Linked DNA regions of Mus musculus: regions 1, 2 and 4 are each linked to region 3. Evidence: chromatin contacts called from public promoter capture Hi-C and targeted proximity ligation data. All regions are on one chromosome and are shown on one strand. The core of a region is the stretch at or near the end of the contact, and the rest is flanking DNA. Distances in the headings are between cores, read along the strand shown.

Region 1 (2,700 bases), core at 201-2,700, 1.6 Mb after region 3:
AAACCTAGGCTGTGTGCCCCACCCTTGGCCCTTGCCTGCCCCTGGCACCACTTCCAGATGCCCCACCTCCAGAGATGACAGGCCAGTCAGGCCATGCGTCAGCAGAGGCCTGGAGATTGGGGGTCAGTTCCAGTGGAGTTCCTAGCCTAAAAGAGATCCAAACTCTACCAGACCTCTGCTTCTCCCTTGGTCCTCCCCTACCTTGCTTCCTTCTGGGTACCCTGGCAACCAACAACAGCTCACCTTTGAGCAGGGGCAGTGGAGTGAGCTCTTGCTGGTTGCTCTGATAGCGGAACTGAGAAGAGCTGTGTGAGCGACGGGGCCGGGCCCTGCGGAGGGACCTGCGGGAGAAGCCATCCACCTTGTCTGGTGGTGGCACTGGAGACAGCCCTGGGGAGGAGGGGCTTGTGGGGGTGCTCGCAGGGGGCAGCTTCGTCTCCATGGCCAGTGGACAACACGGGTCAATCTTTCAGAGCCCAGGGGGCTCCTTGTGGGTCTGGAGTAAGTTGAATGAGGCCACACACACTAACTGGGACCCATCCTGTCCAGCATGTTTCAGGGGGTGGGGGAGGCACGGCCACAGTCCTGACCCCCCCAGGGCCTCTGGCAACTGCCCAGTCCTGGGGGGGCAGGTAAGGTAGAAAGGCAATGGCTCAGGTCTTTCCTGGGGATCCAGAAGAGTTCCAGTCAGGGTTCCCACGCTGGCTCTTCTGAGAAGTCAGGTTAGAAAGGTCAGCAGGAGAGACACAGAGAGCAGGTCGGTTCTTTCCAAAGACAGCCCGCGTGGTGCAGTTGCTCCCTTACTTCTTTTCCCTCCTTCCCTCGCTAGACCCCAAAACAAGGGCGCAACCATGCCCCTCCCTTCTTCCAGGCCCAAGCTCTAAAGTAGCCCCTCCCCAAATACGGCCTATGGCTACTACTCAGGATGGGGACTCTATTAGCATCCCCAGATCCTTACAGCAGTGTGACTCCAGCTCCACTAATGTCTCCTGTCTCAGTGCACTCACCCAAAAAATGAGGGTCCTGTTCTCGTGCACCCCCTTTCAGACCCTAGCATCTCTCCTCATATCCCGCTCCTTCCTGGTCTCCAAACCTCAATGTGGTATTGGGGTACACACTCACTTCTCAGAAACCCAGACTTTGGTCGCCGACCCTAGAGGTTGCCTCGGTGGAAGAGACGACGGTTCAAGGGTCCTTAGCGGTGGTTCTGCCGCTCGGGGCGCTGGGGCTGGGCGGCGGCGCTCCTGGGTTCGCTCCCAGGCTCTGGGGGTGCTGGAGCATGCCCCCAGCTCAGCCCCAAAAGGGGTCGGGCACTCGGTGGGCTCTGGGCTGGGCCCCGGCAGCACGCGACCCTCGGCAGATATCCCGGGACTCAGATCAGCGCGGTGCAGCGCAGCGGGAGCCCCGGCTCGCTGCGCACCGGCACCCGCCGCCCAGCTGCTCAGGATGACATCAAGTCACCTCCCCCCCTCCCGGCCCGCACCTCCCTCCGCTAGGGGGGGCTGCGTCAGGGAGGACTCGGGGCCTCTGGGAAATGTAGTCCCCACCCTGCTTAAAGGAAGCAACCGAACTTTACGGGTAACCTCGGAGCTAGGGGAGGAACTCAGTACTTCCGAGAAAAGCTGAGGATTTTAAAACCTGCAAGCAGACTGGGGCAGAGTCCAGCTCAGAACTGGACTCCCGAATTCTGGAAGGGACACTGTGTAGGGAAAGAAAAGGACTCGGTGTTGGAACCTGCTAATGCAAGACAGAGTCCTACCTAGCATGATGTGCCAGGCCCACAATTTGGTCTGAGCCATCTGTCCCTCAGGCCATCCTCTCTCCTCATACTCAGCCCAGATTGAAGCCGGACACTTACAAAACCCCTTGCATCCGGCGTTGGAGGGGTTAACAGTCGGGTTTGCGTTAGCGCCTGCTGGGAGGGGTGTGGTTCACTAGAGGCTCTTGGGAAATGAAGTCCATTCTCCCGGCCTGCAGTGCCCCTCCTGTCACTTACTGTCCATGGTGACATCATGGTCTGTAGTTTAAAGGGACAGCCCTGGGATGCCAAAGCAAGGAGGGCAGAAGGTGCTACCCTGGAGCTGCCCCCATCCTAAGGCACAGTACCTCCCAGCTCCTCTGGTGCCAAGATGTGCCTTGGAGAGTGGGGAGTTCTTGATCAAAACCCCATTGCTGGGTATCAAAGGCTCAGCTGTATTCCAAGAGTTTGGCATTCTGGCCAAAAGTTCCCAGCCTGCAGTCCCGGGCTCCCTTCATAGTACCTGGTCGCCAACACTCTATTCCCTACAATGACTGTGAGACCTTTATCCTGAAGTTTTACCTAGGTGACAAACTGGTCCTTGCTGAGCAGCAGGAGAGAGAGAGCAATGAGGTTGGGGGAATTGGGGTGCTTTTTGGCCCCACCCATTTATGGACCCTGGTGATCACTTAGTGCTGCAAAAGAAGTCTGTTTACCTAAGAAGTGCCCACCTTAGAGCAACAAACAGCCAAAGCCTGTATCGAGGACACTGTTCTAGAGTCTAGCACCTCAATGGATGGGTACCCAGATCAAGCGATGGCTACCCAGAGACAGTACTCCCTTTGCTCAGAGATAGCAGATCTTCACTTCCCGTTTTGCTCTGTTCTTCACCTGCCAGACAGAACAGGAACCCCTAAACTACCACTTGGCCCACCTCCAGGGCTCAGACATGGCTTCCCTCC
Region 2 (2,751 bases), core at 16-2,515, 1.5 Mb after region 3:
AGGCTGATGGCTGCTACCTACCTGCCCAACAGTCAGGGTTGGTGTCTTCCCAGGGACATGCGTCTCTCATCTCAGCAAGTGGCTCCTTGTCCTTCTGAACACTCTGGCCAGAGACCAGTTCATGCTTGGCTACATCTCCCTCATTGTCTTCTCCCATTCAGCAGCAAGTCATAATACTCTCCTACTACCACCATGGTCTAAGCCACCATCCTGTGCTCCCTTCATAGTCCAGCTGCCTAAATGGCCCCAGCCCATGGGCTCTCCCTCTCTCCAGCTCTTTCCTTCTCAACCTTTCTTGAACATGCCTGTCTTATCCTCCTCCAGGGCCTTCGCACTTGCAGGTCCTCTGCTTACGTTTTCCCAGCTCTCTCTACCTCCTTGTGGACTCTATTCTTCTCATCCTACACTACATATCTTACTTGCTTTATCAATTTTTTCTCCCCTTTCATCACAGAATATCTGAAATGAAGCCTTTTTCGCTTCCCTGTTTTACCGAATTCCCTAACATAGGTGCTTGGAGGTCATCTAATGAGTGTCTTTCTCAGAATTGTCTAAAACACGCACGAGTGGTAAAGTTCTACGTGCACATTAAATTTCCTTTTCTCCCTCTGCTACTTTGTGGATCGCAGATGCCTAGGTGGCCCGGCACAGTGCAAGACGGGTGATGCAGGTGCCAGTTAATGCGGTGAAAGGTCGCTGGTGGCCTTAAGTGACAGCGGGACCTGTGGCCAACCGAGTCCACGCCTACTCGCAGGAGCCTAGGCGGTCCTCGAGACCCTGGGATTCCGACCCTAAGGGAAGCGCCAAGGCCTACACCCGTAGATGAAGGGGAGGGGGTCAGCGCCAGGGAGGAGCAGGGCCCACGCTCGGGCCAGCCCGAGGCAGCGTGACGTCCGAGTCACCACCACTGCGTCGCGCCTCGCAGTGATACTGGAGTCCCAAGTCTAGGCCGGGCCTTGAGACCACCGGGCTGCCTTCTGCACGCCAACCCCCACCCCGCAGAGTGGTACGGCCCTCCCCGGCCCCGCGCCGAGCAGTGGTAGCGCCGCGTGCGTGACGCACCACCGGCAATAGGTACCCACGGCGGCCGCGCCCCCCCACGCCCGGCTCCGCCCACCCGGCGGGCCCCGCTACCCTCGCGACCGCTCTAGCGCTCGGAGGATACAGCATGAGCAGCCGCAGCTCTCGCTCTTTCTGCTTCATCTTCTTCAGAATGGTCAGAAGCCCCATGATCCCGTAGCCCCCTCCCGGCCGCCGTTTCTTCTAGTCCCGGGACCCCGCTCCCGTCTCCTATTGGCCAGCCTGGCGCTTGTGGCCGCCCTCGTTGTCACGTGACCACAGGAGTGCAGGGCGTCGCCCCCTAGAGGCGCTGCGGCGACTTTGAAGCCTGCTGCGTTAACCCTTGTCGGGAAGGCAGAGGGTTGGTGGGGACAAGGGAGAAGTCCCTAAGCCTTCCGACTCCGAGGCCTCGGTCGGATGCCAGACAGAGGCTGACTTTCTCGAGCAGTATCTCGTCTGGGTAGGGAGTAGCCGCGAAGAGATTCTGAGCTAGGAGTCGGAATCTGGTTCCACAAAGAGCTGACGAATCATCCGGGGACTGTAATACGGTTCCCACCAGTGCATCTTGTGACTTCCATTCATTTACCAGTGACGGAAAACCGTTGGTCCTGGTCCGGGACTCTGTCGGAAATGGCTCTGTGCGTTCACTTGAGGATGATGACTCCCCCTAGGGGCCATTTCTAAATGTGCGGACAGTATGGCCTCCTTGGGTTGTTTAGAGTTCCAAGCTCCCCGCAATGCAGGGACCAGACCCGCACAAAGGATTGAGTGCTATCTAGGACCCTATCAGGTTGAGACGCTCTATCCCAACTGTTAGGATAAAACTGGCAGGGCAGAGCCTGTCTCAAAAAACAACGATAAAAAACCTGAAGCCCACCTGGTGCTTAGCCTCATGGCTGCTGGCATGTACTAGCTGTACAATCAGATTATCTTCAGTAAATGACTTTGACAAGAGTTCTTTAAAAAAAATTTTTTTTTCTTTGCTGGTTGTGTTGGCACATATCTTTAATTCCAATGCCTGGGTGGCATAGACAAGTGGATCTCTGTGAGTTTGAGGGCAGCCTGGTCTGTATATATATTGAGGACAGAAAGGGCTACACATCTGAGACCCTGTCTCAAAACAATCATCATTGTTGTGTGTAAACTCTGTATGTGTGTGTGTGTGTGTGTGTGTGTGCGCGCGCGCGTGTCTGCACATACCACTGGAGATCAGAGGACAACTTTGTGGAGCTGATTCTCACACTTTTTTTTTAAGATTAATTTATATGTAAGTACACTGTAGCTGTCTTCAGACCCCTTAGAAGAGGGCATCAGATCTCATTATAGGTTGTTGTGAGCCACCGGTGTGGTTGCTGAGATTTGAACTCAGGTTAAGAGCAGTCAGTGCTCTTAACCGCTGAGCCATCTCTCCAGCCCCGATTGTCGCACTTTTATGTGGGTTCCAGGCAGGGAATTTAGCATCAGACTTTCTCAGCAAGTTTTTTTTTTTTTTTTTTTTTTTTTTTTTTTTTTTTTTTAATTGGTGAGATTTCTCACTGGCCCAAAGAGTTAGTTTCTCTTTTTTTGTTTTTTGTTTGTTTTTGCTTTTTCCGAGACAGGGGTTTTCTCTGTGTAGGTTTTTCTCTCTTTCTTTCTGGCTGTCCTGGAACTCACTCTGTAGACCAGGCTGGCCTCGAACTCAGAAACCCGCCT
Region 3 (2,742 bases), core at 119-2,618:
AGATCCTGGGAATCAGAATGGGGAAGGGAACAAGCCTTATCAGACCAAATTACAACGGCTTGAGATGGCTGGCAGCAGGAAGGGAAGGCAGCAGTAGATGAGGGAGTCACAGAAAATTCCAGAGGCACCCAAATTTTACCAAGGCCAATCTTTGGGGAAGCCAAATGATGAGAGAGCAGGGGAAGATGCTGTCTGGCCCATATCAAGTGCTGTTTGTGGTCCAGACAGGCCTCCTTGAGTATCACACTTACAGGGTACTCAGCAATGTAATCCATTTTACTGATGTGGAAACACACGCTGAGAGGTGACATCTCACCTCTTCAGTCCAGATCACACCATCTCACTGACTCCTTTCCCCAGTGTTCTGGACTGCCTGTGCCTACCTTTTCCTCAGTCTTGAAGACTCACCCAGGACAACCTTCAGCCCATCTGTCAGGTCACAAGGGCAATCCATAGAGAGCTGCATCAGTGGACCCAGGAAAAGGATCTGGGGGGGGGGGGCAAACATAAAATGAAAGCCTTTTACCACAATCCAATGACCTTGCCCACACCTATGCCCTTGGTCAGCCTCACCAGACCTCAGGTTTCCTGAGTTCTAGGGTTTCCCAGCCATGTACACCAGAAGCTTAGGGGGCCACATCATAATTCCTGTCTTCCATCTGCCAAAAGCTGTACCCAAGCAGGGCACGTCATTACACTAGTGACAACAGAGTTGGAAAAATAAAGCAGGACTCACCATAGTTAGCAGCAGGGGCAGCAGCGCTGCTGGGAAAATGCCCTCCAGCCTGAAGCCCATCAAGGTAAGCAGTGATGTGCCTGGCTGAGCCACAGGAAAGGGGGCGTTAGTGATGTTCCCTCCCACAAAATTCTAGATTCTTCCCCTAGCTGCCCTGTGCCCCACCCACCTCCTTCGCACCTGGATGCCAGTGAGTTCCCTCCAGAGCAGCACGCAAAGAGGGGACAAGCTGGACACTACCAGGACACTGGTGGAACGCCGCTTGATAACAGCGGGGTGGTCCCTAGGAAAAGGGACAGTAAGTTCCGGGGGGCCTGCAGCAACCACGCCAACGCGGCCCCACCCCCGTCCGGCCCAAGCTCCGCCCGCAGCCCCGCCCCACGAGGGCGCAGATCCCGGCCGCGCGCGCATCCCCCGCACCTGGGCAGCTCGCTCTTCCACACGTAGAGGCTGCCCACGTAGGAGCAGGCGAGGCTGAAGCAGGAGAACACAGACACCCAGCAGCACAGCCCCGAGCCCGGGCCGCTCAGCGCGGCTGACTCGGGCTGCCGCTCTGGCCGCGATACCGACAGTAAACGCAGCCCGTCCCCGCCCAGCGCCGCCATCACGCCCGGACCCGTGGCGCGCGGCAGTGACGCGACGGCGTAGGTGACGTCAGGCGGCGGCGCGAGTTGTCGGGTCCCCCGGGCGCCCCTCCCCTTGCACGATAGTTGATACTTTGTGCTTGGAACGGCTTTATTGAAATACAGAAGTTGTGACACACGTGTCCCGGGCTTCCTTGGCTTGCTGGGCGTCTCAGAGAGAATGCTTAGGACCTGTGTCCCGGATTCAGCCACTCGGACAGATTGGATACCTCCTGTAGCCACAAGTCCTGCGGGAGCAGAGGAGGCGGTGGTGAGGACCCGGCGGTGGTAGCTCAGGCCCGCACCCGCCCTGCTCTCGCTGCGGTACCTCCAGGCCGCCCGCAGGGCTAGCTGCCTCTGCCGCCTGGGCCCTGCCGTGGGCCGCTTGGGTCTGCGATCCTCTAGCAGTGAGGGAGACCTCGGTGAGCTCGCGGTCGCGCGTGGCGGATTTTGGCGGGCTCCGGTCTCTTGCTGAGCCCAGAACTCGCGATTCTTCCCTGCCATGGTTGGGGCTGCCCCTCTTGGGCCTCTTGTTTTCTGCTTGCCCGATGGATTCTAGGAGAGAACAAGCCCATTTCATCTTACTCCCGAAGATTTGTGCCAATGCTACAGAGATTGTTGGGGCAGGGGTATCGTTCTAAATTAACTCTCCCGCTCCACCTTTCCGGATGAAAACATTTCAGTACCTGACCTCCCATGATAGGCGACATCTAACTTTCCGCCCAAACTAGGTGATATGCATTTCAAGTTCCTCTCTGAACCTAAGCTTTGCTTCGGGCAATAAGCAACTCAATCTCTCTCTGGTATTGTTCTAGGCAGTTACTACAGAGGCAGCTTTTTGTTGTTGATGTTCAGACAGACTCTCTTGAAACCCAGGCTAGCCTTAAAGTGATCATCTTGCTTCTAACACCCAAGTGCTGGAATTAGACACTCGTGAACATGCTTTAGCTCAGCGGTTCTCAACCTGCGGGTCGCACATCAGATACTTACACTGTGGTGCATAACAGTGGCAAAATGACAGTTAATTAGTAACACTGAAGATAACTGTATGGTTGGGGATCACCACAGCACGAGGCACTGTATTAAAAGGTGGCAGCGTCAGGAAGGTTGGGAACCACCATCACTAATCCGTAGTAGATCCAGTTTTGGAAGAACAAACACAGAGGAGGATCAAACTCGGTATTGACAAGCAAACCAACTCTGACACTGAGCTACATCCCCAGCCTCGCAGGTGCAGATTTACAGAGTCTTGCCTTGGCTGATTCCTCCTGAGTCAATGAATGCACGTTTCTCTGGAAAGGCTAATGTGCACATACTAAGTACAACGCACAAGTCCTATTGAGTAGCTTTAAAGTAGGAATGCATGCGGTTGCTACTCCAAGT
Region 4 (2,700 bases), core at 147-2,646, 1.0 Mb after region 3:
TATCTCAAGTGTGACCCCTGTGAAAGGACTGCTCGACCCTCAAAGGGGTCCCAGCACACAGGTTGAGAACTGCTGCTTCTGGACTTGTCAGAGCTGCACCTGCCTACTCTGCCCGTGTGCGTAGGAGTAAGGCAGCCTTGTGAGGGGAGACGGGAGAGGCTCAAGGTCTCACAGGATGTAAGGCTGAAACACCCAAGGCCCCAGGGACCTACTAAGTGCGGAAATGTGGTGAAGCTACACTAGGCAGGTGCAAAAGGTGTGAGAAGGCCGAGCCTACCTCGGCGTGAGCTAGGAATGGAGCCAACAGCTGGGGCAGGGGCAGGCCTCCATTAGTACTTTTTTTTGCATCATCCAGTGGCATCAAGGGGGCCAGGCTGGGAGGGGACAGGGAGCAGCTCCACGGTGCCCCTCAGCTGGGTCTCCAGAACCAAACAAGAGCAGACCTCCTCAGGGTCTTCCTGTCTGTCTGTCTGTCTTCTAGGATAAGCTCTGATGCTGCACTTCATGAGTTCTTTGAAGACTCCTTGGAAACTGAAAGGTGAAGCCAACTATGTCCGTGTGTGAACTGTGCAGGCCCCAGGTCCATAGACCAAGCTGTGGGCACAGACTGAGGCCGCAGTGCCGGGAGGAGCCCTGGGAATGTGTGCAGCCCAGTCCAGGAGCTCCCTCTTGTTCTGGCCCTGCCTTAAGGGGTGTACTTGGGCTCTGCCCCCCACCCCTCATCTTCACACAAGGTCCATTGAGGCCAGGACATTCCTTGCAGCCTGTGTCACTGAGGGGGGAAAAGGGGGGTGCCCCGCCCCCACAGATCCGGAAGGCCTGGCTGCCCCAGGAGGAGGCGCTGGATGCTTCCCAGCACATCTGGAGGTCGTGACCCTATTTCTGTTGCCAGGGAGTGCTGCAGATGTTTCCTCCCAGGCCAGACTCAGGATTGCAAAGGCTGGGAAAGAGGTCACACTGGGAAAAGGGGAGCCCCAGAATAGGGGGAGCCCCACACACTCAGCAGCAGGAGCAGCTGCCAGCATTGCTGAGAAAAGTCCAGAACCAATGAATCCACTCAGTGGAGCTCTGAATCTGCTCATGCAGAGGAGGGAGTGGGAGCTGCCAGCAGGAGACAGAACACTGGACGTGCTGACTCGGGGCTGGACTGGGGCAGGAGGTTGGGTGGGGTACGTGTAGCGAAAGCAGCCAATAGTCCCGTTCCTCCCCACACTACAAGGGTTCACGTCCAGGCTACTTTGTTGGGTATCCAGCCCGAACCTGGTGCCTCCCGATCCCTGATCCCGCCAGTACCTCTCGGGCTCAAGCTGGCCACCGCTGCCTTCCGCACCAAGGTCCCGCTGCCTGCTCACACCGCTCCCGGCGCCTCCGCTCCGCCTGGGGGCGGGGCCAGGATGGAGGCGGTACGTAGTGGAGGGGCGGGACTACCCGGGAGCTGTCTAAGGCGGGAAGCACAGTGGGTGGGGACCTCCGACAGGAACCTAGGCAGCCCCGGACAGCCTGAAGTTCTCTGTCCCAGCCTTCAGCTGCTCTTTTAACTCCCGGTCCTAGCCCAGTCAGTGACTTCACCGAGAAATGGGAACAAATGTACCTGCCTTCCAGACCAATTGGAGCGCTAGAGGCCACTTAGTGTCCTGCTGTGGCTCAGCAGACAGCAGGTATTAGGGCCAGAAACTATTTCACTCTTTAAGGGCTGGGCCAAGCTAGATAACTGATCTACACAGGCTACCATTTATGCAATGGCGAACACCATTAAATCCAGCACTCTGAAGGCAGAGGCAGGTGGATCTGAGGTCAAGGCCAGCCTGATGTACATAGGGAGTACATAGTAAGCCCCTGTCTCAAAAACGAAATAGAATCCTTTCTATTCACCTGTTATTTTCTTTAAGCTTGGAACAAATGAGGTTGAGCAGTCTTTGATCAAGATCAAGGCTGATGGATGTGTGAGCCACCTGGGCATAGAGGACTGCTTGAAAAGCAGAGGCTCAGCTCTCTCCTTTATCCTCTCACTTCTTTCTCCTCTTCCCTTTGTCTTTTCTCTCCTTTCTCTTTCTTCTTCTCTAGCCTTCCCCGTCCCCACACACTCTCTCTCTCTACCTTTTCTCTTCCCCCCTGCATTTCTATAATAAAGCTCTTAAACCATTAAAAAAAAAAAAAAAAAAAGAAAGGCAGAGGCAGGTGAGGAAGGCAGCCCATCCCACCTCATGTCTGCCTGGAGCCCAGCAGTCTGACCCCTTATCCCTCACACTCTTCTGACTTCAGCCTCCCTGCCTCCGGCACCTCTACCAACCTCACCTCGTCCCACAGAAAATAAAACTGCCAACCAAAATCAAAAATAGTGTTATTAATTTGGTGTCTCTGAAGCACAGAAAAAAAAAGAAAGAAAAATGACAAAAGAACGAATGAACCCACCCTTGCCACATATCGGGCCCCAGGTCCAGGCTAAGGAGGCCAGCCTTGGGGGCAGTGCAGGCCCCAGAGGCAAAGTCAGTCCTGGCCATGGGCTCCAATGAGGGACCAGCCCATGGGTTTGGCTCTTAGGGCCTGGCTAGGAGGCTGCTGCCTCAGTTTGGGATCCAGGCCACGGATCAGGGAGAGAAGTCTAGGTCACTGAGTTGTGACACTGAAGTAGCCAGATATCAGGGTGCAGACACCAGAGCCAAAGCCAATCAGTTCTGTAGTCCAGCAGAGTCCGAGTTA

Evidence for each region. Promoter capture Hi-C pulls out the DNA fragments that hold promoters and counts their contacts.
Region 1: a targeted proximity ligation map of thymic regulatory T cells shows a contact between it and region 3, with 10 times the contacts expected there. A contact is called at or near these places in 1 of 39 promoter capture datasets (cranial neural crest), 1 of 484 Hi-C or Micro-C datasets (CD4 T cells) and 3 of 130 datasets of targeted methods (microglia, pancreatic cancer cells and thymic regulatory T cells).
Region 2: a promoter capture Hi-C map of pre-B cells shows a contact between it and region 3, with 2.3 times the contacts expected there. A contact is called at or near these places in 2 of 39 promoter capture datasets (cranial neural crest and pre-B cells), 1 of 130 datasets of targeted methods (pancreatic cancer cells) and 1 of 9 other capture datasets (adipose tissue).
Region 4: a promoter capture Hi-C map of liver shows a contact between it and region 3, with 2.4 times the contacts expected there. A contact is called at or near these places in 6 of 39 promoter capture datasets (fetal liver, hippocampal neurons, liver and 2 more).

Annotation. Positions count from the first base shown.
Region 1 is chr19:6,234,390-6,237,089 of GRCm38.p6, forward strand. Ppp2r5b (protein phosphatase 2, regulatory subunit B', beta) reads right to left here and starts at 1,451. Exons shown (of 14, transcript NM_198168.3): 1 at 1,123-1,451; 2 at 244-710. The coding sequence starts at 442.
Region 2 is chr19:6,139,872-6,142,622 of GRCm38.p6, forward strand. It overlaps Arl2 (ADP-ribosylation factor-like 2), which reads right to left and starts at 1,266. Exons shown (of 5, transcript NM_019722.3): 1 at 1,166-1,266. The coding sequence starts at 1,230. LOC115489019 (a long non-coding RNA gene) reads left to right here. Exons shown (of 3, transcript XR_003952891.1): 3 at 1-2,043.
Region 3 is chr19:4,624,277-4,627,018 of GRCm38.p6, forward strand. Rce1 (Ras converting CAAX endopeptidase 1) reads right to left here and starts at 1,369. Exons shown (of 8, transcript NM_023131.2): 1 at 1,157-1,369; 2 at 917-1,019; 3 at 737-820; 4 at 409-487. The coding sequence starts at 1,341. It overlaps Gm960 (predicted gene 960), which reads right to left. Exons shown (of 15, transcript NM_001033447.3): 15 at 1,565-1,914. The coding sequence ends at 1,565.
Region 4 is chr19:5,662,311-5,665,010 of GRCm38.p6, forward strand. Sipa1 (signal-induced proliferation associated gene 1) reads right to left here and starts at 1,397. Exons shown (of 17, transcript NM_001164480.1): 1 at 1,294-1,397. It overlaps Pcnx3 (pecanex homolog 3), which reads right to left. Exons shown (of 35, transcript NM_144868.3): 35 at 2,325-2,700.